2 separate regions of the Sus scrofa genome follow, and region 1 is linked to region 2. A link is a contact called in public Hi-C data. All regions are on one chromosome and are shown on one strand. Each heading gives the region's core, a stretch centred on a gene start, on an enhancer-like site or on the middle of the called end of the contact. The rest is flanking DNA. Distances are from core to core; before and after follow the strand shown. Region 1 has its middle 18 kb from the start of MIR9860. Region 2 has its middle 43 kb from the start of LRRC74A.

What was found. Hi-C and Micro-C count contacts between places; a contact is called where the count stands out from the background.
Region 1: a Hi-C map of embryonic fibroblasts shows a contact between it and region 2, with 2.6 times the contacts expected there. The contact joins two enhancer-like sites. A contact is called at or near these places in 14 of 47 Hi-C or Micro-C datasets (embryonic fibroblasts, fetal heart ventricle, fetal skeletal muscle and 7 more) and 2 of 2 datasets of contacts at active chromatin or transcription factors (alveolar macrophages and skeletal muscle).

The regions. Positions count from the first base shown.
Region 1 is chr7:100,141,735-100,147,237 of Sscrofa11.1, forward strand. No RefSeq gene overlaps it. Among named protein-coding and RNA genes, the nearest start is that of MIR9860, 18 kb to the left of the region's middle. Within about 2 kb of position 2,362, at least 13 of the 83 cell types and tissues checked have an H3K27ac peak or open chromatin away from gene starts, as enhancers often do. A contact at or near this core is called in embryonic fibroblasts and retroperitoneal adipose tissue, where this site is marked.
Region 2 is chr7:100,014,760-100,020,692 of Sscrofa11.1, forward strand. No RefSeq gene overlaps it. Among named protein-coding and RNA genes, the nearest start is that of LRRC74A, 43 kb to the left of the region's middle. Within about 2 kb of position 1,257, at least 20 of the 83 cell types and tissues checked have an H3K27ac peak or open chromatin away from gene starts, as enhancers often do. A contact at or near this core is called in embryonic fibroblasts and retroperitoneal adipose tissue, where this site is marked.

The DNA of each region.
Region 1 (5,503 bases), core at 1,112-3,611, 130 kb after region 2:
AGAGCTCAGCCACATCAGTGTCTTCCAGGCTCATGTGCGCCCAGCTGTGTGGGCGGCCCTGGCAGCGGGGCAGGGAGCAGGGTTTGTGCAAGGACACTGTGGCCCCTGCAGCAGGGTTGTGGGGGAGGTGGAAGCTCGCTTGAGGGGCAAGTGGGGGCAGGGGGAGCCTGGAGGAGGCGGGGAGCAGAAGCTGCAGACGCAAGCTCAGCCCCCTTTGCAAAGGCTCTCTTCCCCTTGGAAGCTGGTTCCAGGCCCCTTTCCCTCCACCTGTCTTCTGGCCTGTGCTTCCTGCTTGGCCCCTCCCCTGCCCAGCCAGGTTCAGCACAGCCCAGCTTCCCAGCCCTGACCTTCAATTCCACCCACCAAATACTTCCTTAGATTTTTCTATGCAAGATGCTATATTCCTGCTAGCGGCTGAGGGATGAAAGAGAGACAAAGAACAGCAAAATAAGAGTAGAAAGGACCTCAAAATGATTTTTGAACTTTTTTTTTTTAGGACCACACCTGTGGCATCTAGAAGTTCCCAGGCTAAGGGTCGAGTAGGAGCTGCAGCCGCCAGCCTACACCACAGCCACAGCAACACCGGATACCAGCCGAGTCTGTGACCTACACCACAGCTCACAGCAACGCCGGATCCTTAACCCCCTGAGCAAGCCAGGGATCAAACCTGCATCCTCATGGATGCTAGTCAGTCTTGTAACCCACTGAGCCACAATAGGAACTCTGGTTTTCAAACTTCTCTCAGCCTCAGAAACTTCTCCCACTCCCCTTCACAAAAACCCATGTATTTAAGAAAGAAAAAAAGCGAGATTGCTACCATTGAGTTCAGTGCAGGGCCTGGTCCACTCCGGCCAGAGGCCAACTCCACAGACAGAGTCTGAGAAGCCCTGATCAAGACCAGAGGGGAAACGGAGGCCCGAGGAAGTAGAGTGACCTTCCTGAGACACCCTGCAAGTTAGTGGTTCTGCCAAGTTCAAATTCAGGTGTCTGCGCGCCTGGCCCAGTGCCCTCTCCATTGTACTGCCCTACCCCTTGGCACTTGTCTCAAAGATCTGCTGGGAAGAAGAGGCAAGTCAACCTGGAACAGAGTGCATGGGCTCCGGGCCAGTTAAAGAGCGATGATTCCACTGCAGGGAGAGAAGCCTTCACCACAGAGGGTCAGGAGACTGGATGCATCCTAGGTCAGGACGGGCAGGGTTTGACACGGAGCATGGAGGGGATGTGTGGGAAAGAGGCAATTCCAGGCCCTGGAGAACATGATCAGTTAATGCCTGAAGAAAGCCTGGCAGCTCAGAGATCTGCCCACCCTGGCTCTGCCACTACAAGCGAGGTGACCTTGGGTCAGAGGCCTCCCCCGTCTGGGTTTGCTTCCTTGCATGTAAAATGGCAGATGGGGTGGGCTAGCTGGTCCCACTGTGACATGTCCTGACCCCTTGTCTCCTCCCAAGAGGTTGGCTCTCCCTTACCCACCACCACTACCAACGTCACCACCTAGGACACTCCCTGGTGTGTGCCAGGTGGCTGGAATTGATACCAAGAGGAAGTGTCCTGGGGTGCCCCATCAGAGCAGCATGGAGCTGGCAGGCCTGCTCAAGGGGCCCGCCCAGAGCTTTGGGGAACAGTGACAAAACACAAGGAGGAGGCAGGAGCCGAGGCAGAACTAGGGCAGGAACTATTCCTCTTCTGGGAAGGGTCCTTTCCAACCCAGCCCTCTCTGGAGGCCCAGGCCTCATTCAGTGCCCTCTCCCATGCCCACCACCTGGGAGCAGAAAGGGGAGGTCTGGAGGGTAGGGGTGATATGCCACTTAGCCCCAAACCTCAGTATTCCCTCCCCCCCCCCTTTTTTTAGGGCCGCACCAGTGGCATATGGAGGTTCTCAGGCTAGGGCTTGAATCAGAGCTGCAGCTGCCAGCCTACACCACAGTGTCTGCGACCTACACCACAGCTCACGGCAACACCAGATCCTTAACCCACTGAGTGAGGCCAGGAATCGAACCTACGTCCTCATGGATGCTGGTCAGATTCGTTTCCGCTGAGCCACGAGGGGAACTCCTTCCAGCTTCTTAAATGAGGTAAAAGTAGACACTTGGTACTCTTATTTGTAAAAGTGATCATTTCAGTATCTTAGATGGTGAAATGAGATCATGCTTGTCAAGTGCCTGGCCTGGTGTCTGGTATAGGAACCACTTAGTAAATATTAGATCCTATTCGTTGCCGAGGGGGCTGCCTGTTAGGGAAAACTACACAGTGTAAAGGCTCCTGACATTAAATGGGCTGGTTGGAGTAGTGCCCCTGTATGTGCAACCCACGCTCAACTACAGGAGGGGGACTGGGGAAGTTGGTGAGAAGCCCACTAGAAACAATGTGTGTGCGCCCCCTGCTGGCCGTGAGCAAAGATGCAGGCCTGCCCGCTCAGGCGATGAAGGGGGTGGTTGTTAGCACGACCCGCTGCTGCCTGGTGGTTGGAACCCAGTATTCCAGAGTACCCATAAGGTGTCACCCACCTGGCAATGCGCCAGGTTTTTGGAGGGAGGACTGACAGTGAGCGACAGACAAAATGAGTGGAAAGGTAAGCTAGCTTTTTGGAGCCAATTAGATTTAGAGTCAACCAGGCATCAGTTCAAGCTCAGAGACCACCCCAGAACCAACCGCCTGTGTCGGATTCAGCAGTGAGCAAAGTTCCTTGCATCTGGGACTTGGAGTGTGTGCGGTGACCTTGGATAGGCCATATAATGCCTCTGAGCTTCAGTTTCCTCATCTGTAACATGTCAGGCTCCTCTACTCCTTCCCCCCATTCCAGAAGGTAGAGACCCCGGGTCTGGATCCCAAGGCCTCTGTCATCTGGGGGGAGTTGGAAGTCACCACCAACAGCTGTGTCTTCTCAAGGGAAACCTCATCCCTCTGAACCTGGGCTGTGGCTCTGCTTTATTCGGAAGGGACCGTGTCACCCTCCTGGGGCATGCCAGGCTCCCCAGATTCTCAATGAATTTTTATTAACATCCAACATCACTAACACCTCAATAAATTTCCACTCCCCACGGCCTTTACTGTAGATGTGCATGGATATACACACATGCACACCCCCCCACACACATATACACACACACATAAAGCAAGGGTGAGGGTTGGAAACTGATCGATGCCACAGGAATGTTTTAACACCCCTATCGAAACTACCCGAGTTGGGTCTGGTTTATTTTTTGAGGATTCTATAGTATCATCTCACAGTCTGCGTGTATGTGTGCTTCACACTCATTCATGTAGCAAGGTTTAATTGAGCTATTGCCAAGTATGGAAGCAATAGCAGTAAATAAAAGAGACACAAATCCCACACAGAGCTTACATTCGTGTGTGTGTGTGTGTGTGTGTGTGTGTGGAGTTGGGGGCAAAAGATAGAAAAACAAATAAGCAAGTGGCACAGACATAACATTTAGTGGTAATGTGCTATGGAGAAAACCAAAGCAGAAGAGGGGGTTGGGCACCCCAGGACTAGGGGGAAATTATAAATGGAGTGGTCAGGGAAGGCCTTATTGAAAAGATGACATTTAAGTAAAGAGCTAAAGGATCACGGACCAGGCAGCTATTTAGTAAAAGAGGATTCCAGGCAGAGGACACGGCACTGGAACGTTCCTGGTCAGAGAGGGCCATTGGGAGTACACTGATGTCTATGCTGAGTGAGATGGGAGCCACTGAAGGTTTTTCTTAGGGCCACACCTGCTGCATATGGAGGTTCCCAGGCTAGGAGTCGAATTGGAGCTGCAGCCGCTGGCCTACACCACAGCCACAGCAACACAGGATCCAAGCTGAGTGTGCAAACGACACCACAGCTCACGGCAATGTTGGATCCTTAACCGGCTGAGCAAGGCCGGGGATTGAACCCACATCCTCATGGATATTAGTTGGGTTTGTTACTACTCAGCCATGATAAGAACTCCAGAAATCATCCATTTTGATTTCTGTAAATATTTCCCTTGCCTATTTTGTTATTAGTCCCTAAGGTAGGGAGACGCAGTGGTGTTCATACACACACACACTTGACACAGTGGGTTCTACTGCAAGGCCCCACCTGGCTCCTGAGGTGGCACCCTCACACCCCACAGGGGAATGGTGACAGTGGTACTTCCCTCACAGGTGTGTTGTGAAGTCAATACGTGCAAAGCACTTAGCAAATCTTTGGGACTAGATAAAGAGGAGCTATTTTTATGAATGAGGCATGGTCAAGGGTCCCTCATACTCTTTTTCCAGCCCATATAGTCATTTCAGACCTCTTCTGAAAGTTCAGAAATCAGCACCTGTCTTATAAGCGGGACATGAAGAAGCTCTACTAAGAGAAATGTGGCGGGAGAGGTTAATCAAGGTAGGCTTCCTGGAAGAGGAATTTGGCTGACTTCCTCTCTTTTCAGGCAAAGAAACTAAGGCTCAGTGATAATTAAAACACTTGCCTGAGGTCTCAAAGCTAGAAACGGGCAGGGGACATCCATGCTTTTCTGGCTCAGAAGCCACTGCTCTTCGCCAGGTGCTACCATGGTGACAGGCCATTCCCATCAGAGGAGAACGATGCCCATTCATATGAGGACCTGGGCCAGGAGGATCCGAATGACAGCCACTCAGTCCAGGTGGAGCACAGGTATGGGAAACTTGGCACAGTCTTGCTAACAATCACAGATTCCCAGTGTGAGCAGAGCAGTGTGCCAGACTCTGTGCTCCAGGTATCAAATGCATGATTGCATTTAACCCTCATTTTGCAGATCAGGAAATTGAGGTCTGACAAGGGCGATGGGCTCACCCATGAGTGTCAGATCTGAGACAAGAACCCAAGTGTTTTGGTTATCTGTTGATGCCTAAAAGTGGACTTGAGGAGTTCCTGTCACGGCTCAGCAGAAACGATTCTGACTAGCATCCATGAGGATGCAGGTTTGATCCCGGGCCTTGTTCAGTTGGTTAAGGATCCGGTGTTGCCATGAACTGTGATGTAGGTCCCAGACATGGCTTGGATATGGTGTTGTTGTGGCTGTGGTGTAGGCCGGCAGATAAAGCTCCAATTCAACCCCTGGCCTGGGAACCTCCATATGCTGCGGGTGCAGCCCTAAAAGACGAAAAAATAATAAATAAATAAATAAAAAGAATGGACTTGATATGTTAGTGACTTTCAACAACAATATATTAGTTCTCATGATTTTGTAAGTCAGGAATCTGGGGCAGGGCTCAGCTGTTGGTTCTTCTGCAGCACGTGGCCTTAGCTGGGATCATTCTGGCAGCTGGATGAGGAGGGAAGGGCCGAGAAGGCTTCCTCACAGGCCAGGCATCTAAGCACACCTCCGTGTGGCCTCCCCACGTGGCCAGCATGGTAGCTTCAGGTGGTTGGACTTCTTACATGGCGCAGGCTTCCGAAGGAATGAAAGCAGAAGCTGTCAGGCTCCTTAAGGGTTGGCCATGGCGCTGGCATAGTGTCACTTGCCCCGCCTTCTACTGGTCAAAGCAAGTCAGGAGGCCAGCCCAGGAT
Region 2 (5,933 bases), core at 7-2,506:
GCCTGGTCTGGAGCTGACAGAGTGGCCCTGAACGCCCCTGCTCGCTCCCCTCCGGGGGAAAGGCACTGATGGGGAGCAGAAGGAGCTTCCCCACCACCCAGCCCCGACCAGAGCCCTGACTTGGCACACCATAGGCAGCTGAGGGGACCCCCAGACTCCGCCGCCACCACCAGCGCCCCCCCAGCTGTCTGGGATGGGCAGTGCCACAGGATGGTGAGGCGCCAGGCCTTCCTGCTGCCTCATTGTCCCTGGGAGGAGGGTCCCTGTGGGGCATCGGACACTGCCACTGAGGATAGCCTGAGAGGTGAAGGAGCAGAGCAGGGGGTGGGCAGTGGGGTCCCTCCTCAGACCTGCCTTCCAGCCAAGGCCTCAAAGATGAGGCCCAGAAGGGAGATAGGGTGAGCCAAGGAGGGCCATGGATTTTCGGGGGCCAGGGCTGGTTTTATGGGTGCAGCCTGCGCTGACACACAGTGCCCATACTTAGAAGGGCCTGGACTTGCTTTCATGCTCTGTTGTCACGCTCTTAAATTCTTAATAATTTTTTAGCAAACAGCCCCACAGACTCTGCAGCGGGTCTTGTATGAGGGCGGGGATGTTTATACACAAAGGGCTGGAGACAGAGTTGGAAGGTGTTGGAGCAGCCAATCCATCATCAACAACTCTAGCAAAGGATGAAGGACCTCGGGCCTCCCTGACCTGGACCACATGGACTGCGTGCTTCTGGAGGGGAGGAGACATGCGGAGCAGCCCCGACTCAACAGGTTACAGGTGAGGCCAGGAGGAAGGAGGCTGGGGTCTGGGGAGGACACGGCCCTCCCCCTTAAGCCCACCACAGGGGAGAGGAGCACTGACCCCCCTGCTTGAGGTTGAGTTCTAGCCCTTGGAGGACGCTGTGGTTCAGAGACAGATGGGCAGAGAGGGGCTGGAGGTGGTGAGGCCTCAGATCCAGGAGGAAGACTCTTCAGGGGCCTCAGCCAGGAGGGCCAGCCCAGGCCCGCTCCGGCCTCTGGTCTGCAGCCAGTTGGTAATTCAGAAATTCCTCCAGAACGCTGCCTGGGCCTGCTCGCCTGTCTCCCCAGCCTGAGCCAGCCTGCCAGCGCCGGGCCGACTCCTGGTTTCCACCTCCCAGAGGCCAGCCAGCTGCTCCTGCAGCTGCCCCCCTTGCTCGCAGCTGGTCCAGGGTCAGATGGTGCTGGGAAATGGGCTGGCAGGAGCGGAGCTGGCCCCGGTCCCCAGCCAGGCCCAGGCTTCACAGACGTGGGTGGAGAAGAGGCCCAGGGCTGCGTGTGCAGTGGGGGAAAGAGGCGAGACTTAGCCTGGGGATGAGCCTGAGGCCCCGCCTGGAGTCTGGCCCAGTTCTCAGAGCCAGCCCAGCAGAGTCCCTGGCAGAGACCACCAGGCGTGATCCAGGAGTCCTGGCCAGGGCCTGCCCCAGCAACGCCCCCGCCCCCGATGTTCTGTCCCCAGGCTGAGAACTGGGCCACCGCAGACCCCTTCCCCAGCATCTCCCCGGATCCCAGGCTGCTAATCCCCTCTCCATTAAGAGGCAAATTTTCTCTGGAGGCCAAGAGTGGCCACCGTCCCAGTCAGCATCAGCCTTTCATTGTCAGCTCCTGGGAAGCCGAGGCCAGTGACCTAAGTCAAACCCAGAGAAGAGGGTCGCAGAGGGAACTCAGTGAAACTGGCAGCGAGACCTGCTTCTTCAGGGGAGGAAGGTAGGAAGGGGCCAAAACGGTGGAAGAACTTGCTTGTTTCCAAACTGTTTGCTAAGTGGGCTTTGCCACCAGGGCTGCCGGCTGTGAGGGCTTGGCTGGGCAGGGTGCCGACGGCACAGAGTAGACCAGGGCTCTGGAGTCAGAGCCCAGCTTTGCCCCCGACTGGCCTCAGGACACTGGGCATGTGACATCTCCCTGCTGCAGCTTCGTCACCTGTAAAGGGGAAGCTAGTGGTCCCCTAACAGGGTCACTTTGAAGGCAGACCTCACAAAGGGGTCTGGGTGCTCAGCGCCTTGCCTGGCTCGGCAGACGTGCTCCCCGCTGACACTGGCCTTTTCCATCGGCCGTAACTCTGCCTACTTCCACCCAAGACCATCCCCACCGCCCCGTGGCCACTCCAGCCTGGTTCCAGACCCAGGATGTTGGCAAGCTGGATCCGGACGCGCCCTAGGAAGAGGTCCCCAGGCCCCCGCTGGCTCTCTGGCCCACAGCGCTGTGGCACCCCTGTCTCCCCCCTTCACCTTCCCTGGTGCCACGTCCAGCCCCACAATCACAGATGCCAAGTGACCCTTCCCTGAAGGACCCCTAGGAAGGCAGGAGGACCAAGATGGGATGTGGCTGTCAGCCTCCCCCTCCTCTCCCCCACACCCCCCAGGCAGGGCTCCACCTCTCCTTCAAATTCATGTCTGTTTGTTTGGGTTTTTTGCTTTTTAGGGGCTCACCTGAGGCATATGGAGCTTCCCAGGCTAGGAGTTGAATTGGAGCTACAGCTGCCGGCCTACACCACCGCCACAGCAACTCAGGATCCAAGCTGAGTCTGCAGCCTACACCACAGCTCACAGCAACACCGGATCCTTAACCTACTGAGCGAGGCCAGGGATCGAACCCACATCCTCATGGATGCTAATCAGGTTCTGAACCCGTTGAGCCACAATGGGCACGCCCTCCTTCAAACTAATGTGGAAGAAATGCTTGAGCGATACACCGGGAAGGCATGCTGAGTTATTAACAGGTCAAGATGCCACTTCCCATCTGGGTCCTCCTGCCTCCCTAGGGGCAGCTCCCAGCAGAAGTGGAGTCAGATGCCAAGTCAGGGGAGAAACTGGAAGCGGGTAGGGGCGGGGTGGGGGCTGGGAAGCAATGTGGCCACCTTCTCTGAATCTGCCTTCTGAGGCTGTCTCTGGCCCAGGGCTACACAAAGCGCCACCTGGGGCCTTTCTGCAAAGCGTTTGCTCAGATCCAGGATGGAACAAGTACGGAGAATGTCTGCAAGCATCATGATACTTTCCTAGCAATTCAACAGAATCATTTCATAGCAGCTGAATCTAATAGTAATTTTAAAAATTAGCTTGTATTTTGTATGTCTCTTGTTCATTTCATCTTTTTTCAGCAGTTCTTCATCGCCATTTTTTTTTTTTTTTTTTTTTGGTCAAATCCACGGTATGCAGAAGTTGCCAGGCCAGGGATCAAACCTATACCACAGCAGTGACCTGAGCCATAACAGTAACAGCTTTGGATCCTTCACCACTAGGCCACCAGGGAACTCCTTCAGCAGTTCTTTTGTGTTATATTTTGCAAAAGAAGATAGCTTGTCATTGATTAGAAATGACAAAGAAAACAATTGGCCCTCGACCACAGAACACCGGGGAAGCTCTGCTCCACATGTCTCTTCATCTTGCTCTTCGTAACCTTCACTTTAACATACTGTATGAAAATGTGCCGGAGTTCCCGTTGTGGCTCAGTGGTAACGAATCTGACTAGTATCCATGAGGACGGAGGTTCGACCTGGCCTCACTCAGCAGGTTCAGGATCTGGCGTTGCTGTGGCTGTGGTGTAGGCCAGTGGCTACAGCTCCTATTCAACCCCTAGCTGGGGAAACCCCATATGCCGTGAGTGTGGCCCTAGAAAAAAAGACAAAAAAAAAAAAAATGTGTCCCTTACTAAGAAGACGGTGTCTTGTCGCCTTTGGAGACACCCACTCCTCCCTTCTTTTCAAGACGGCTATGCATCTACAGGTATTTCTGTGTGGGTCTCTCCTATCGTTCTCACTCCCATGAGAATGCACTGCACGCCCCTTGGGTAATTTGCCGCTTCTGTTTTTACAGCAAACCTGCAGCCAGCTCCCTGCTCTCATGGACCCCTCTCAGGACCTTCCTTCTCATGGATCCAGAGTTGGAAATTTCCCCAGACACTGGCTTCTCCAGGGATGGCCAGATCCAAGGCCACACCCTGGCCGGGGGTTAGTGAGAGGGCACCTGGGAATTGGCATTTCTTTAGAACGTCTCAGTCTGGGAATCTCTGGTGAGCCTCAGGCCCTGGCAGGTTGCTTACTCCTCACTAGTTACGAGTGAGCAAACTCAGGCTCGGGGAGGGGAAAGGACTGAAGGGAGTCACACACGAAGGGAGTGGAAGGAGTTCCCATCATGGCTCAGCGAAAACGAATCTGACTAGCGTCCGTGAGGATGCAGCTTCCATCCCTGGCCTCGCTCAGTGGGTTAAGGATCCAGCATTGCCGTGAGCTGTGGTGTAGGTCGCAGATGAGGCTGGGATCTTATGTGGCTGTGGCTGTGGTGTAGCTTGGCAGCTATTCCTGAAGGGCCTGGGGAGGGTCTGTCCCCTCCTCTTCCAGCTTCTGGATACTCCCAGTGTTCCTTGCTTTGTGGACACATCCCTCCACCCTCTGCCCCCGTCGTCACATGGCCTTCTGCTCCGTGTGTCTGCAGGTGTCCTCTCTTCTTACAAGGACAGTAGTCATTGGATGTACAGCCCACCCTAAATCTACGATAATTATACCTCGAGATCCTTAAAATATCGCACTGCAAAGACTCTATTTCCAAATAAGGTGACATTCTCAGGCTCCAGGTGGACATGAAGGGTGGCAAGAGTGTGGTTATTCAACCCATGACAAAGCCTTTCTTCATAAAGAGATCCATGGACAGACTGGAGGCCTGCTTTGGGCTCCTAACCCCCAGCCTCAGAGGCTTCTGGCAGCCTTAAACCTTGGGGCCAATGGACCTGGGGAGGTGGGGAGGTGGTTCAGGCCAGGAGCTGCACATTCAAGTTGCTGGGCACAGTGACCCAGCTCCCCTGTGCCAGGCAGGCCCCCCCAACCCCAGCTGCTGTGAGTGTGAGCTGTTGACTTCTGAGAATTGCCCCAGCCGACTGGAGATGCCTGGCCTGAAATGCTGGCTATTTCCGGACAGAAGCAACAAATGAACGATACTGGGATTCAAAAGGCCAGTCTCCGGGCTCCAGGAGGGACACATTCCGTGATGCTATTCATACTCCAGAGCTCCTCATGGGACCAGCCAAGGGAAGGCCTCCGCTGAAACCACCTGTTTGCTAAGCATCCTCTCTACTGCTTCTGCTTCCCTCACTAACTTACAGCCCTCTTTCAAAAACTTACTTGCGGAGTTCCCATCGTGGCACAGCGGAAACGAATGACTAGGAACCATGAGGTTGCAGGTTCCATCCCTGGCCTTGCTCAGTGAGTTAAGGATCCAGCGTTGCATGAGCTACGGTGTAGGTCGCAGACACAGCTTGGATCCCAAGTTGCTGTGGCTGTGGTGTAGGCCAGCAGCTGTAGCTCCGGTTAGACCCCTAGCCTGGGAACCTCCATATGCTGCAGGTGTGGCCCTAAAAAGCAAAAAACAAACAAATAAACAAAAATCCAAAAAAAAAAAACTCACTGGCACAAATATCCCAGCCTCAGTATCTGCTTCTAGGCAACCTGACCTAAAATAGTAGGTGAGCGAGGCTGTGTGTGACAGGTAGAGGAACAGACACAGGGGCCTCCTGCCCAAGCCAGCAAACCATCCAGCCTCTCCCCTTCACTCAGCCCTCTCTCGTGTTTATTGGGTGGGTGCACCATGGGCAACAGACACCCTCGGGGTGGAGGGGGTGGAGTGGGCATGGCGGAGGAAGAAGGGAAAATAAATAGGTCTCACCATGGAGCTTGTATTATGAAAATAAGATGCACGGGCGTGAGCCAACTTGAGAGAAATTACAGAGGGATGTGTCAGCATGCCCAAACCAGCCAGCATCTCTTGGTTATCCCAGAGGACAAGTCATACAGGGAGTCTGCACAGGAATTCCTTTCTAGGTACCCTCTCTACTCCCTACCCCTGCCTTTTCCATATTTTCTTGGCTAAAATACCAGGAAGTGAAGGTCAGTGGGCCCAACTAGAGTCCTGCCACAGACCCCAAGGGCTGGCAGGG